2 separate regions of the Sus scrofa genome follow, and region 2 is linked to region 1. A link is a contact called in public HiChIP or PLAC-seq data. All regions are on one chromosome and are shown on one strand. Each heading gives the region's core, a stretch centred on a gene start, on an enhancer-like site or on the middle of the called end of the contact. The rest is flanking DNA. Distances are from core to core; before and after follow the strand shown.

Evidence for each region. HiChIP or PLAC-seq counts read pairs in DNA pulled down with a chosen protein or histone mark.
Region 2: an H3K27ac HiChIP or PLAC-seq map of skeletal muscle shows a contact between it and region 1. The contact joins two enhancer-like sites. A contact is called at or near these places in 8 of 47 Hi-C or Micro-C datasets (brain, embryonic fibroblasts, fetal heart ventricle and 5 more) and 1 of 2 datasets of contacts at active chromatin or transcription factors (skeletal muscle).

The regions. Positions count from the first base shown.
Region 1 is chr11:22,278,493-22,285,785 of Sscrofa11.1, forward strand. It overlaps NUFIP1 (nuclear fragile X mental retardation-interacting protein 1), which reads left to right. Exons shown (of 10, transcript XM_001927425.5): 6 at 6,111-6,203. LOC102159419 reads right to left here. Exons shown (of 3, transcript XM_021065393.1): 3 at 4,727-5,942. Among named protein-coding and RNA genes, the nearest start is that of NUFIP1, 15 kb to the left of the region's middle. Within about 2 kb of position 4,644, at least 5 of the 83 cell types and tissues checked have an H3K27ac peak or open chromatin away from gene starts, as enhancers often do. A contact at or near this core is called in skeletal muscle, where this site is marked.
Region 2 is chr11:22,568,492-22,575,784 of Sscrofa11.1, forward strand. All of the region lies in intron 1 of TSC22D1 (TSC22 domain family protein 1), which reads left to right. Among named protein-coding and RNA genes, the nearest start is that of TSC22D1, 53 kb to the left of the region's middle. Within about 2 kb of position 3,385, at least 1 of the 83 cell types and tissues checked has an H3K27ac peak or open chromatin away from gene starts, as enhancers often do. A contact at or near this core is called in skeletal muscle, where this site is marked.

The DNA.
Region 1 (7,293 bases), core at 3,394-5,893:
CTTGTTACATAGGTGACTGTGTAAAATAAGCTTTAAAAATAAATTTGGAAGTTCCCCGCAGCAATGCTGGAAGGTTAAGGATCCAGCATTGCCGCAGCCGTGGTGCAGGTTGAAACTGCGTTGCAGGTTCAGTCCATGGCCCAGGAACTTCACAGCCAAAAAGAAAAAAAAAAAAATTGTTTTAAATATAGAAAAATAAATTTGTTAAACTTATTTTATTTTAGCCAGCTAAAATGCCAGTGAAAAGAGAGTGCCTTAGAACTGGCAGTCAGGGTACTGTCATGTGAGCTTAACATATCTTTTCTGATTATTCCCACATTACTTACTCATAGGAGCTCTTTGTCCTAGCCAGAATTTTTTTTTTTTTTTTAATATTCCAGCAGGTTTTCTGAACTTTGAGCCTCAGTTTTGATCTTGTTACTGCTTCTAGGAAATCTTACCTTCTCTATCCTTGAAGTTCTGCTCACTGCTTTAGTCCAGGTGACATCTTGCCAGACTAAAGTTTTGGGAACATTTTTCCTTATCTGCCTAGAGGAATATCTTGTCCTTCTTTGAGTATGGTATCCCCTCTGCCTCTTTAGCATAGATGCCCCTTAATATGGTCCTATTGATGAACATTTTTTTTTTTTTTTTATCTTTTTGCCATTTCTTGGGCTGCTCCCGTGGCATATGGTGTTCCCAGGCTAGGGGTCAAATCGGAGCTACAGCCACCGGCCTATGCCAGAGCCACAGCAACACGGGATCCGAGCCGCGTCTGCAACCCACACCACAGCTCACGGCAACGCCGGATCGTTAACCCACTGAGCAAGGGCAGGGATGGAACCCGCAACCTCATGGTTCCTAGTCGGATTCGTCAACCACTGAGCCACGACGGGAACTCCATGATGAGCATTTTTGCTCATGTGTCTTTTTTAAAAAATAATTTACAAGCTTTAGAAATGCACGAACCAGAGTTCCCATTGTGGTGCAGCAGAAACGAATCCGACAAGGAACCGTGAAGTTGCAGGTTCGATCCCCGGCCTCGCTCAGTGGGTTAAGGATCCGGAGTTGCCGTGAGCTGTGGTATAGGTCGCAGATGCAGCTTGGATCTGGCGTTGCTATGGCTCTGGCGTAGGCTGGCATCTGTGGCTCCAATTAGACCCCCCCAGCCTGGGAACCTCCATATGCCATGAGTGCAGCCCTCAAAAAGTCAAAAGACAAAAAAAAAAAAAAAAAAAAGAAAAAAAGAAATACGTGAACCATGGGTTATGTGACTGTTTATGTCCCATGATGCCATAAAAATAGGGGATGCTTACAAATGTTGATATGTAAATAGAGCTAGAAATATTTTTATTATAAATGTACTTCTGTTTTGTTACACACAAGTGGGTAAAGAAATCTTGCTGAGGTTCATATTTGTATTTGTTTTAAATTATACCTTTGTCATTTTTCAAGAAATTGGACAGAAATGTGCTAATCTGATGAGTGACCATAATTGGAATTTGGTTAATATAACTAATGGTACTCAAACTGATGTGGTTTTGAACAATAAATTCTCACCACATAGGACACATCATCACCAAAACAAACCAAATTGATCTGTATTTGAATGCATTACTTTCTACAATAGGTATCTTCATATGAAGGTGAACTATGCCACCTTGTGGTTTTGTGCAACAAATGCTTTTAAAGGAAAAAAAATTCAACTGGCAAGAGAAACTTGAGGAATATTAACATTTGAAGATACAAAGTAGCTTAGTAGCATGTATTTTTATAAAGTCCGGGGTAGAAGACTAGTTTGGTTTTCTGATGTTATGGAGAAATCTCAGCCACCTTTAAATTTATGTTGATATATCTTTGAATAACTTCCTTACAAGTTTAGCTTGAAATTCCAGGTAAGCATTCAGTATTTGAAAAGGCAAAGATTGTATTATTTGTGGCCAGAGTCACTGAAAACAGACAGGAGTAGACTCTTGCCTTTGAGACCCTCACTGTAGTGGGAGATGTAGAGAAAATAGCTGTGAGGTGGCCATGAGACCACAGGCAGCTGAAGTGTTAATTTTCGCAGTATCTGGTCAGGGGATACGGGGTATCTTTGGAAGCAGAGCAGTCAGTTCATTTTGTAAGACTTCTTGTAAGAGGGCTAGTACCAGCCTTACCCACCCCACCCACAATTTATTTTAAGGGTTAAATTATACATACAGTAAAATGTATTTTTTTAATGAGTAGTTCTGATGAATATACATAATTGTGTTTAATTTAAAAATTTAAGACTTTCCACTGATAACCTGCAAAAACAAAAACCAAAGCCAGAAAAGCCACTCCCCCTCAAAAAATCAAAAACCCAGCCGAAAAACTCAAAAGTGATTTTTTTTTAATGGCTGCGCCCGTGGCGTGTGGAAGTTCCCTGGCCAGGGACTGAATCCAAGCTGCAACTGCAGGCCTATACCACAGCCACATCAATACCAGGTCCAAGCCACATCTGCGACCTAACCCACTGAGCAAGGCCAGGGATCAAACCTGCATCTTCATGGACACTATGTCCAACTCTTAACCCACTGAGCCACATCGGGAACTCCCAAAAGTGACTCCCTCCCCCCAAAGTGATTCTTAATTCCTGTCTTATTAGGTATAAATGCTGTATGATTTGGCCTGAGGGAAAGTGGGTGGGAGAGGTTTGTTTCTAAAACCTCAGTTTTAGAGATAGTGAAACATACTTCATAGCAGATAGGGAGTCCACTAGGTGGAGTAGTTTTGTGAACTTAACTTCAGTAGTTACTGTGGCTCTGAGGAAACCCTGTATAATTGTGTCCCTGTTTCTTTCAGAATTCCACCAGAGGGGTATATTCCTAAAGAATGCCACATCTTTTTGAGGTTCAAAAAGACTTTGAAATAAAAATGCAGTGCTATAGCCTGTGTTGAAACAGTTGTGGTTCGGTGAGAGTAAAGAGGGATTGGGTTTTTCTAGAGAACAGACTTAGGGGAAAAGCCAATGAATGGGTGGTGATTTGAGGATAAGGAAAGAGGAAGACGTAGCCAGGAAGGAAATGTGCTAAGATAGTGGTTGGTTCCGTGTGGCCCAGTTATTGACTCTGGGACTTAAGGCTTGTCCCTCGAGGCTTAAAGTTTAGGCAAGGGGACGGCAAAGAGGAGATGAGAAATGAAAGAGAAGAGAGAAAGAAAAATAGCATATGGTTTCAGGGCCAATCTCTTTTGGGGTGCTGGAGAAAGATGGAGGTAGAGAGAAAAGCAATTTTAGGAGGTAAAAATAGAGAAACCAACTGTGAAAGTACCACTTTATAGCTTCCTAACCTCTGTTCTCTATCAGGAGATAGTGAGCTAAGTTTTACTGGTGTGTAGTTGTGCAGTATAAGACAATTGGTGATTTTTTTTCAACAGTTTGCTTTGGATTTATCTACTTTAGAAACCTGACCTGGGCCCTTTATCAAAGATCCAGACTTTTCCTTATTCTTGAAGGGGCTTCCTGGTTATTGTTGTATGAGTGACTAAGTTGTGTTTCCCTTTGGGGGGGAGTAATTTGCTTTCTAGCAGCCTTGTGTACTCTGGTTTTTGTCTCTAGGTTCTGTATAAATAAGAATGGTATGCCTTTTGGAAGATTTTATTAATTTAAGCACTGAAAAATAGAATCTTTTTTTTTTTTCTTTTTATGGCCGCATTCACAGCATATGGAAGTTTCTGGGCTAGGAGTCAAATCAGAGCTGCAGCCTCCTGCCTACACCACAGCCACAGCAATGTGGGATCCTAGCCGCATCTGCAACCAGTGCTGCAGCTTAGAGCAATGCCGGATCCTTAACCCATTGAGTGAGGCCAGGGATTGAACCTGCCTCCTTATGGATAGATACAATGTCAGGTTCTTAATCCATTGAGTCACAATGGGAACTCTGTAAAATAGAATCTTATAACTTTGGCAGGGATATAAAGATCCCTTAGCTTTAGGAAAGTGATACCTATAATCAGCCAGAAGGAAAAAGTGAGCTGCTTTGGAGACTTCCATCAAAGGAGTTCTCACAATATCCTGATATCTCGTTTAAGGAATTCTTTCTCACATCTCACCTAAAATCCACTTGCTATGACAGACGTTTCTATTCCTTACCATTGAGAAGCAGTTACAGAATGTGTGCTTGTTTATAGATGAGACAGTGAAGGACCAAGTATTTCATGTTTAGCATATGGCCCAACATATTAAGGGCTGGCCTGCAATACTCAGAAGAAAAAATGTTAAAGAAACACAAGTAGTAAGAATAAGTGAATTTCAGAGAAGTGAAGGGTGTTGAGTAGCTGTGAGTTACACGTCTAGACACTGTGGGGCCTGTGAAAGTCATCACCTTTTTTCTCATCATTTCCACTTCTGTGTAGTCTGTCTTCAGATTGCCAACAGCTGGCTGCCATCTTCTCCATCAGATCGTTTATTGTCACTTCTCTTCCTCTTTTAAAGGTTGCAAATAGTTCCAGATCCTTTCATCTTTCCTCAGAGGTTTTATTTTTCATCCTGTTAATCATCTTTGAGTCTCTTCTGAACCCCTTCCAAGTTTTATTTTCCCTCAGCATTCCTTTTCAGTTTAGCAGTACAAAACTGGACGTGGTGCCCTGAGAGTTTCTGATCACTTTTGAGTATCATGAGGGGATGATTTCACACTCATACCTGTGCCAGACTCCATCTCATATAACCTAGATTATGTTTCCTTTCCAAAAGCGTAGTCATGTGGTGCTGACTGGCTGTCAGATTTTTATCTCCCGTGACCTTGATCGTTTCGTCTTATGTTTATTTATAGCTTGTACATTAATCATCTTTTATTTATGGAGTTTATTTTTCTTGGCTGGATAATGGCTTTGCACTGTTCTCATTGAAATTCATTGCCTTTTTTTCTGATTACTTCACCTCTTACTCAATGTCATTTCCATTCTCATCTTCCAGTGTGTCCATGGGCTTCATGTTGTCTGTGCTATCCAAATCAGTGATGCAGATGTTAAAAAAAAGACGAGGGTGGAAACAGTGTCCTCGAAACAATGGCAGAACATGCTTTGTTGATGTTTCTCAAACTTTCCTCTGGTGAGCAGCCAGGCTGAGTGGTAGAGAGCTGTGTCCCCCCGCCCCCATGCCTTTTATGCTTGTAGGATCTGATGCTCTCACCACCGAAGTTTGGTGTCTCCATCTCCACACACCTGTGCGAAGGAACAAAGAAAGCTTTGTCAGAGCAATTCATCTTGCACATTGCTGTCAGATTTAATCTTACCCACTGCCTCCTTCATATCTCTCCCTGTTGATAACTTTCAGTGGCTCCCCATTGCCGCCAAATTGTATATAAGCTTTCTGGTTTGGCATTCAAGGCCATTTTGGCCCCAGCCTCCCTTGCTGATCTGATTGCCTATAACTATATGTCTCTTAGAAAACAAACCATTTGCCATTCCTTGGATATCTCACGCTTTCCGAGGCCTTGGTTTGTCTACACGCTGTTTGCTTTGCCTGGAACACCCTGAAACTTTTCCATCTTATTTCTGTCTGTTAAGACCATTTAAGGCCAGCGCTTTTCATGTTCCTTTGTGGCTATATCCATCTAGATAGGATCTTTCCTTCCCATCCTCCCATCTTTCTACTCCTTGGGTTGCTTATTATATTTTGCCCTTTATTACAGCTGTTCTTCAGAAATAACTGTCCTTCTTTTTATGCTTCTTGCTAGACTGTACCATTTTTGAGGACTGTTTCTTCCTTAGTAACTCTGGATGTACCTACTAGTATGTATTTGCATAAGTACAAGTAAAAAAATACATTTTCTTATAATGTTTATGGGTATGTGCCAAATAAATGAACTACACCACTTGATATGACATTTGATTTGAATTCTGCTGTAAGCTCCTTACCTGGTAACAGACTGGTAGCAAAGTTAGTGGACTGGCAGCTGTTCTATGCTTTGAGTAGCATCATTGTAGCCTGCTTTTTCACCCTTAAAAAGGGATGAATTAAAAGTTCATAGAAAGAATTAAAAGTTTTTATCAATTTATTGTATTAGTCATCAGGTAAACAAAAATGGTTAAAGCAGTAACTGCTTGATTGCATAATTACAGCTGGCCTCTAAAAGCCCTTTTAAAATGCACTTCTTTTTGTTGTCTAGAAACTACCCAACTCTGGCTAATATCGAAAGGAAGAAAAAGTTAAAACTTGAAAAGGAAAAGAGTGGAGCAGTGTTGACAACAACGCAATATGGGTAAGTTCCTTAAAATTGCTTGCGGCCTTCATGCTTACTTTATTTTATGTATTTATTTATTTATTTTCATCTTTTGAGGGCTGTGCCTGCGGCATATGGAGGTTCCCAGGCTAGGGGTGTATGTAATCGGAGCTGCAGCAGTCAGCCTACACCACAGCCACAGCAACACTGGATCCTTAACCCACTGAGCAAGGCCAGGGATTGAACCTGCAACCTCATGGTTCCTAGTCAGATTCATTTCCACTACGCCACGACAGGAACTCTCTTCATGCTTATTTTATGAATATATGTACTCAAAAATAGTAATAAAAAAGAGCATATACCAAAATCCTAAAACCTCTATACTTCCAATTCTAGAATATTTGCTTTTCTAAGTTTTTTACTTAAATTTTTTGAAAATTGTATTTTAAATTTTAAAATAAGCAATTCTCTGTATTCATGGGTTTTCAAAAAGATTTAGAGTAACAAATCTTTTCTGTCTTTGTCTCCTAGCTAAATAGTTCTTCTCCCCAGAGGCAACCCATTTTACTCTTCTAGAGATATTTCATTTGTATACAGCATATAAATAATAGTGTATTTTTTCACCAATCTTTTATTAATAAAAAGTTATCATTGTTGCTCTATATATCCTTTTTTTTTTTTTTTTAAGGCAAGAAGATTTATTAAGATAGGACGCTTGTGAGAGGTGCAAGTGGGCAGGCATGGATGCTCTGCCTGTATATACATTTTACACATGTGCAGTTATTTCTGAGGATGGAGTCCTAGGATTGGATTTGCTGAGTCAAAGACACATGTGTATTTGTAATACCAATAGCTAATTGCTAAATACCTATCATAGGAGCTATCCTAGTTTACTCTCCCACCAGAATATATGAGACACCCCATTTTCCCTCATCCCTCACCTTCAAAGAAATTTTTCCATTGTATTTTTTTTGTTTTTTTGTTTTTGTTTTGTTTTGCCATTTCTTGGGCCGCTCCTGCGGCATATGGAGGTTCCCGGGCTAGGGGTCAAATCGGAGCTGTAGCTGCCAGCCTACACCAGAGCCACAGCAATGCAGGATCCGAGCCGTGTCTGCAACCTACACCACAG
Region 2 (7,293 bases), core at 2,135-4,634, 290 kb after region 1:
CCTCCAGTTTTTAAATTCCCTTAGAAATTACTCCAAAAATCAGTTGTTCCCTCACAAACTGTGACAATTGTTCCTTTTACATTGAAGGTACAGGTTCAAGTGTGTTTGTTTTGAAGATTCTGCTTGGTAGCTTAACCTTTTATCACAGAAAAGCTCAGCAAATTTTGAATGTGTTTTCTTTTTGTACAAGAAAAACCCATAGCCCATCTTTTATATTCAATAGTTCTTTTAAGTTCTTTACAGTAGGGAGCTAGCAAGCTTAATAGAGGAAAAGGCATTTTTAGATATTCCTCATCTCATTAAAAAGACCCTAATGATTCTTCTACTTTAAAGATTTTTTTAAAATAAAATTTAACCACACTGATGATAATCCTAGAGCATTTAGTGCACATTTATTTCAACTTTTTTGCTGCAATAACTTGCCTGTATCTGAATGACTCATTGAGTGACATTCACATGAATTGCTAAGAATCCCTTTTTCTCTGATTTATCTGAGAATCCCTTTTCTAGTTAAAGCAGCTGCTCCAACAGAAGTTACACATAACGTTTATAAAAGAGGAAATTTGCTATTGGGATTGCATCTTCCTCAGTAAAACTTTTCTTTAGTTCTTCACACACACAAAGGCAGCGTGTTTAATTTAAGAAACCATCTAGCAAATACCTTAAGCTGAGATGTGGAAGAAGTGTGTCTTCATTTTATCTTATATCCAATCTCTTGGACCATGTAGTTTGCTCTTTCTTCAAACACTATGCAGTCTTTCCTTTCCTTCTTCTGATAATATGTATTGATTAAGGATTGTATTTCGTCACTATATGTTTTTTTAAAATCATGTACCCATTTTTACCATTGGAAGGGCGAAGTATTTCCTTATGTAACTATTTGTTATTGTTAGGAATACTTAGTAGGTGTTGGAAAATGTTGAAAAACTGGATTGAGAATTGATTGCATGGCTTTAAACATAGCTTTAAAAAAATGTAAGCATTTGTCGGAGTTCCTGTCATGGCTCAGTGGTTAACAAATCCGACTAGGAACCATGAGGTTGGGGGTTCGATCCCTGGCCTTGCTCAGTGGGTTAAGGATCCGGCATTGCCATGAGCTGTGGTGTGTGGTGTAGGTCACAGATGTGGATGGGATCCCTAGTTGCTGTGGCTGTGGTGTAGGCTGGCAGTTACAGCTCCGATTCGACCCCTAGCTTGGGAACCTCCATATGCCATGGGAGCAGCCCTAGAAATGGCAAAAAGACCAAAAAAAAAAGTAAATATTTGTCTTTACGGTCTGGATATTTAATTTTTAGGTATCTTGCTAATAGTGATAGCTTCATATTCTCATTAATGATCAGAGGATAGTATGTATTTAGGACTATGATTGTTTTGGTAGTGGACATAAATCCATCTTTCAGATGAATTCTGGTTGATTTTGTGGGGTTCTTTTTTCATAGGTCTAATTGGCATCTGTGTGTATCAGTTATCGTGGTTAAAAGGGTGTTCAGCTCTGCCATTTTCCTTTTATTGGCTTGTGTTTGCATTATTACTATCCTCATCCTTATATTCCTTTCTAGGAATATTTTAAAGCCATTTCTCTATTGGGTGTGAGTTATTTAGTTAAGGCAATATAACATAACTCACTTAATCCGATGCCCATAAACTTCAGTAAAATTTATGAAAGTAACTTGGTAAAATTCCTACTGAAAATTCCTGTTTCTTTGTGAAACTACCACTGAGGAAATCTGAATGGAACATAAGTTGAAACTGTACTTGATGAGACCATCTGACCAAGGGATAGAGGGTGGGTGCCAGTGTCAGTTTGAATATTAAATACCAGCACCGCTCAGAGTCTTTCCTATTTTTTTAAGATTACAAATTTTTGGAGGGGAGTAGTTCCTGTTGTGGCTTTGCTTGTTAAGGACTCAGTGTTGTCTCTGTGGGGACGGGGGTTCGTCCTGGTCGTGCTCAGTGGGTTAAGGATCTGCAGTTGCCATGGCTGTGTCGTAGGTGGTAGCTGCAGCTCCAGTTTGACCCTTGGCCCAGGAACTTCCCTATGCTGCAGGTGTGACTGTAAAAAGAGGAAAAAAAATTTTTTTTGACTACTCCTGTGGCATGTGGAAGTTTCAGGACCAGGGACCCGAGCTGCTGCAGTGGCAATGCCCGATCTTTAATTTGCTGCACCACAAGGGAACTCCTAAGATTAAAATTTTAATGTATTTTCTTTCTACTCCAAATACCCTGTTTATATACCCTGTTTTGGAGTTTATTGGTTTAAAGTATAGTTTTAAGAATTGGGATTTTTTTCTCTCATGGTCCTTCAACATTAAAATAATTTGCGTGTCAGTTAAAATAAATTCCAGCCTTATTTAACTGCTCATGGTTTTTCCATTACCATGACTCCCTCAGTTTCTCATTTCCGAGGTTTTTGAACTCTTCTGAATCAGGCCATTGTACAGTCTTAGATAAATATTAAAACAAAGTTTGATGAAAGTAATATCCATGATACTCTGATAGCTAGATGCTATAATTAGGACCGTCCATGAATAAAATAAGCAATCTAATTTTAACTTTGCCCTTTTTGAGGGGAGGAGACACTTTGTTTAATTAGAAATACTCTCTGTGAATTAACATATAATTTGTTTACCTCCACTTTGAAGCAGCATATTCATTTTCTTCTGGGATTTTTAACTTCTTTTTTTGCCACAACTATTTTTAAACAGGCTGACATATTCTTGAGATCGATTTAATTTGTAGGTGTTTAAAGAAAATACCAGCGTCGCTGGAAAATGCTCTAGAACCCTCAGGTTTTGATAGATGTTGCACGTTTAAAATAGATTTTAATGTTCCCATACATTTTCAGTGTGAAATGTAATGCTTGCTTTCTGTTATTAATGTGGCTTAGAAACTGTAGGAGATACTAAACTCTTCTGGGAAGAATTGTAATTTATGCTCATTGTTGATTTTCTCCGGTTTTTACTTAATATTTTAGTGAGTAGGTAACAATTTAATATTTTTTTAAATGGAAACAATGACATTACCATTGCTCTCCTATTTTTTTGTATGTAGTGGTCACAGGTAAGCGCACACACCATGTAACAAAATAAAAATTCTCGTTTGTGAAATGGCTATAGCGCAGGATGAGTTAAGTTTTGAAAATTAGCTTCCATTTCAGTTGTTACCTCTAATGGCTAAAAAGTTGTGTTTGTGTGTATTTTACACACAATCTGGATCTAATTATATTTATGTCTCATACATATACGTATATTGGTGTAAGCACACAAACACATGAACACGCACGTGTATACGTGGGTTATAAACATGTCACAGATCCCTGACGGGAGGGAGCGTGGTGGAGCAGACAACTGTCACTCTTGGTTGCGTTTTTAGATTGTTGGCTCGTTTTAGAGCTAAGAGATCAGCAGCAAGAAGGAGTGACTAACCCCGGGGTTGGTCTTGGGCGGGGGAACTGCTAACCCTTCCCCTCTTCATCTTAGTGGTCATCAACCAACTTTTGCCAAAATGTTTTATTTTCTTTTTTGAGAAGCTCCTGTTAATGGTGTTGCTGTTTCTCGAAGTAGGAGAGGAAAGGAAGGGAATAATTCAGGCAAATCTGGACCTTTAAAATCCTCCTTTGAGGGAAGAGGGTGCAAGTGCCTCAATCTCATCTTTTCTACTGAGTGGATTTTTAAATTATTATTATTTTTTTAATTCTTTTTCTTTTTAGGGCTGCACCTGCTGCATGTGGAAGTTCCTGGGTTAGGGGTCAAATTGGAGCTGCAGCTGCTGGCCTACGCTAAGCCACAGCACAGGGCATCTGAGCTGAATCTGCCACATATGTCACAGCCTGTGGCAGCACCAGATCCTTAACCCACTGATTGAAGCTAGGGATTGAACCCACATCCTCATGGATATTGTTGGGTTCTTAACCCGCTGAGCCACAATAGGGGAACTCCATGAATTTTTTTTTTTTAATTGAAGTATAGTGATTTGCAGGTTTATATTTCAGGTCTATAACATAGCGATTCAATATTTTTATACATGATATTCCATTTATATTTATTATAGAATACTGGCTATCCTCCCTGTGCTGTACTCTACTGTATATCCGTGTGGCTTATTTATTTTGTACAGGTAACAGTTTGTAACTCTTAATCCTCTGCTTTTCTCTTGCCCCTCCATCTACTTAGTGGAATTTCGATAGAGTGCTTTACATTTTACCACTTTTAACAAACGTAAATCCAATCATATTTCATTTGTAGTATTATTGCTTTTTCATTATTAGTAAGGAAGAATATTTCTTTACTGGGGTAACACAGTCACTGGGTATGTTTTAAAGATGGCTTGGGTGTTTCTGATCTCTTGAGATGTCCTGGGTTTCTTTTCTGGCCTCTGGCTACCCTATGGCTAGTTTCCATTAGCCATTCTACCCAGATACTTTTTTGGAGCCTGGATCTCAAGTTTTCAGGAACTCTATTTATTAAGAGAGGTTTTTTTTTTTTTTTTTTTTTTTTTTTTTTTTAAAGTGGGGTCATTAGAATTGAAGTTGGTCCTCCAGGTGGAAGGGAAATGGGAAGAGGGTGTGCTTCCTCGTTCAGCATGAATTTCTAGTGTCCCCAAATCCCCAAGCACACTAATAATTATCAACTAGAAAACTTTTTTTAATAGCATGTGTGCTAAAGTTGTGCAGATAAAGCAGCACATCACTCTAGGGACAATACAGATGAGCTAAAACATTTACAAACTACTTTTTGGAAATGGGATATGTTTTATTAAAATCAACTCCCTTTCCTCTTTCAACCATCCATTTCAAAAAGTATTATAGAAAGGCAGCATGGGAGTTCCTGTTGTGGCTCAGTGGTGGACAAACCCGACTAGCATCCACGAAGATGCAGGTTCGATCCCTGGCCTTGCTCAGTGGGTTAAGGATCTGGCATTGCTGTGAGCTGTGGTGTAGGCCAGCAGCTACAGCTCTGATTGGACTCCTATCCTGGGAACCTTTTTAGGGTGCTGCCCTAAAAAGGCCAAAAAAAAAAAAAAAAAAAAAAAAAAGGCAACATGAAAAATGTTTAGCTACTCTCCAAAATAGTATATTTGAATTATGGGTTTTGTTCATGTTAATATCCTTATCATTCCCTCTGTGAAGTTCCTTACTGCTTATTTGAACTGACATTTCTTTTTAAAAATTTTAATAGATTTAAAAACAGTACATATTGGAAAGTGTTGCTCTTACCTCTGTTCCAAATTCACCAGCACTACCTACCTCTCCAACCCTAGCCCTAGCCGCCACTATTAAGCAATTCTTTATTCTTTCAGACATTCTATATGCATATTCAACCAATTCAGAATCAATATTATTTTTTCACTTTTAAACATTTCATGCAAAAGCTAGCACACTGTATACACTATTCTGTCCTTTGCATTTTTTAGTATGGTAAACAGACTACCTTCTCTCTCTTTTTTAACATAATTGTATAGTACTGCACTACATAGATATACCATATTTCACTTACCCAGCTTCTTTTTTTTTTTAATCTTTTTGCCTTTTCTGGGGCTGCTCCCTGGGCATATGGAGGTTCCCAGGCTAGGGGTCGAATCAGAGCTGTAGCCACCAGCCTACACCACAACCACAGCAACGCCAGATCTGAGCCTCGTCTGTGACCTATACCACAGCTCATGGCAATGCCAGATCCTTAACCCACTGAACAAGGCCAGGGGTCGAACCCACAACCTCATGGTTCCTAGTCAGATTCGTTAACCACTGAGCCACAATGGGAAATCCAGCCAGCTTCTAATTAATGTATATTTAGGTTGTTTCTTATCTTTTACTAATACTGTAATGAATAACCATGTATATGTTTCATTTCTTAACTGTGTAAGTATTTTCATAAGATAAATTCCTCGAAATAGAATTTCGGGGTCAGAGGATATCATTTTGTAATTTCGAGGAATATTGTCAAGTGGTGGCCATCTTACCAATTTATACTCCTACTAGCAATGGATGAGAATATGTATTTCTCTATTGCTTTGTCATTAGAGTATATTTTTGAATTTATAGATTTTTTGCCTATCCGTTAGGTGAACATTGTATCTCAGAGCAGTTTATTTGTTTGTTTTTGTTTTGTTGTTGTTTGGTTTTTTTTTTAGGGCCATACCTGCAGTATGTGGAAGTTCCCAGGTTAGGGGTCAAATTGGAGCTGCAGCTGCTGGCCCCCGCCACAGCCACAAGTAATGCCGGATCTGAGCCTTGTCTGTGTCCTACACCACAGACCACGGCAACCCTGGATCCTTAACCCACTGAGCAAGGCCAGGGATCGAACCTGCGTCCTTGTGGATACTAGTGGGATTCGTTTCCACTGGGCCACAGTGGGAACTCCTCAGAGCAGTTTTGATTTACGTATTTCTTGTGAGTGACTTTAAGCTTCTTTTCATATGTTTTTGTTTCCTTGAACTACCTGTTCATATTTTCTGCCTATTTTCTATTGAGATGGTTTTTCTTTTTTTGATTAGCCCTTTGTCGGTGATATGAAGAGTAGCCGATATTTTTCTCACTTGGACATTTGTCTTTTGATTTTGCTCAGAGCAGATTTTGGGGAGGGGAACAGGCAGAGGGTTTTCCTTTTTATGCAGTCAAATTCATCAAAGTTTCCTCTTATGACTAAAATTTTGAGTTAGAAAGACTTTTACTCCAAGGGTGTAAAGGTATTATGTTTACTTTGACTATTGACTTCATTTTTTTCTATATAAATATTTGACCCCTTTGTAGTTCATTTTGGTTCACTGAGTAAATCCGACTTTATCTCTTTTGTAGATGGCTTCTAGTAATTCTGACAACAGTTAATGAATAATTTATTTTTTCTTCAGATAATCAGATCATTCTCAGAAGGGGTTTTAATTAGAACATCCTTCAAGGTTTTGAGTCTTAAGGGTGATAAAAGAAAAGATGAAAAAAAATAGAAAAGGTAACATTTTTCGATTTCCTTCTTAGTTATCATGCTGTAGCTACCCAGATGTTGAAAGGAATTTCCCCAAACTTTTCTGCCGCATTCGTTAGAGTTTAGTGTAGGTTTATCCATCAAAGCAGTTTTTAATTGGTGTCTGGGTTTGTTCATGCCTACTGAGGTCACTTGTCATCTGAATTCTCTTCTCCCAAGGATCTTAATTAGCTAAACTAGGAGAAAGTGGAAGAGATAAGACAGTTCTCTTCTGTGGTTCAGCACAGCCCTGGCTGACATTGCTTAGGGCGACTGTAGTTGGCTATGTCTCCTGGTAGCTGTTCCAGTTTCCAATGGTTTATGAATCAAAATGGAA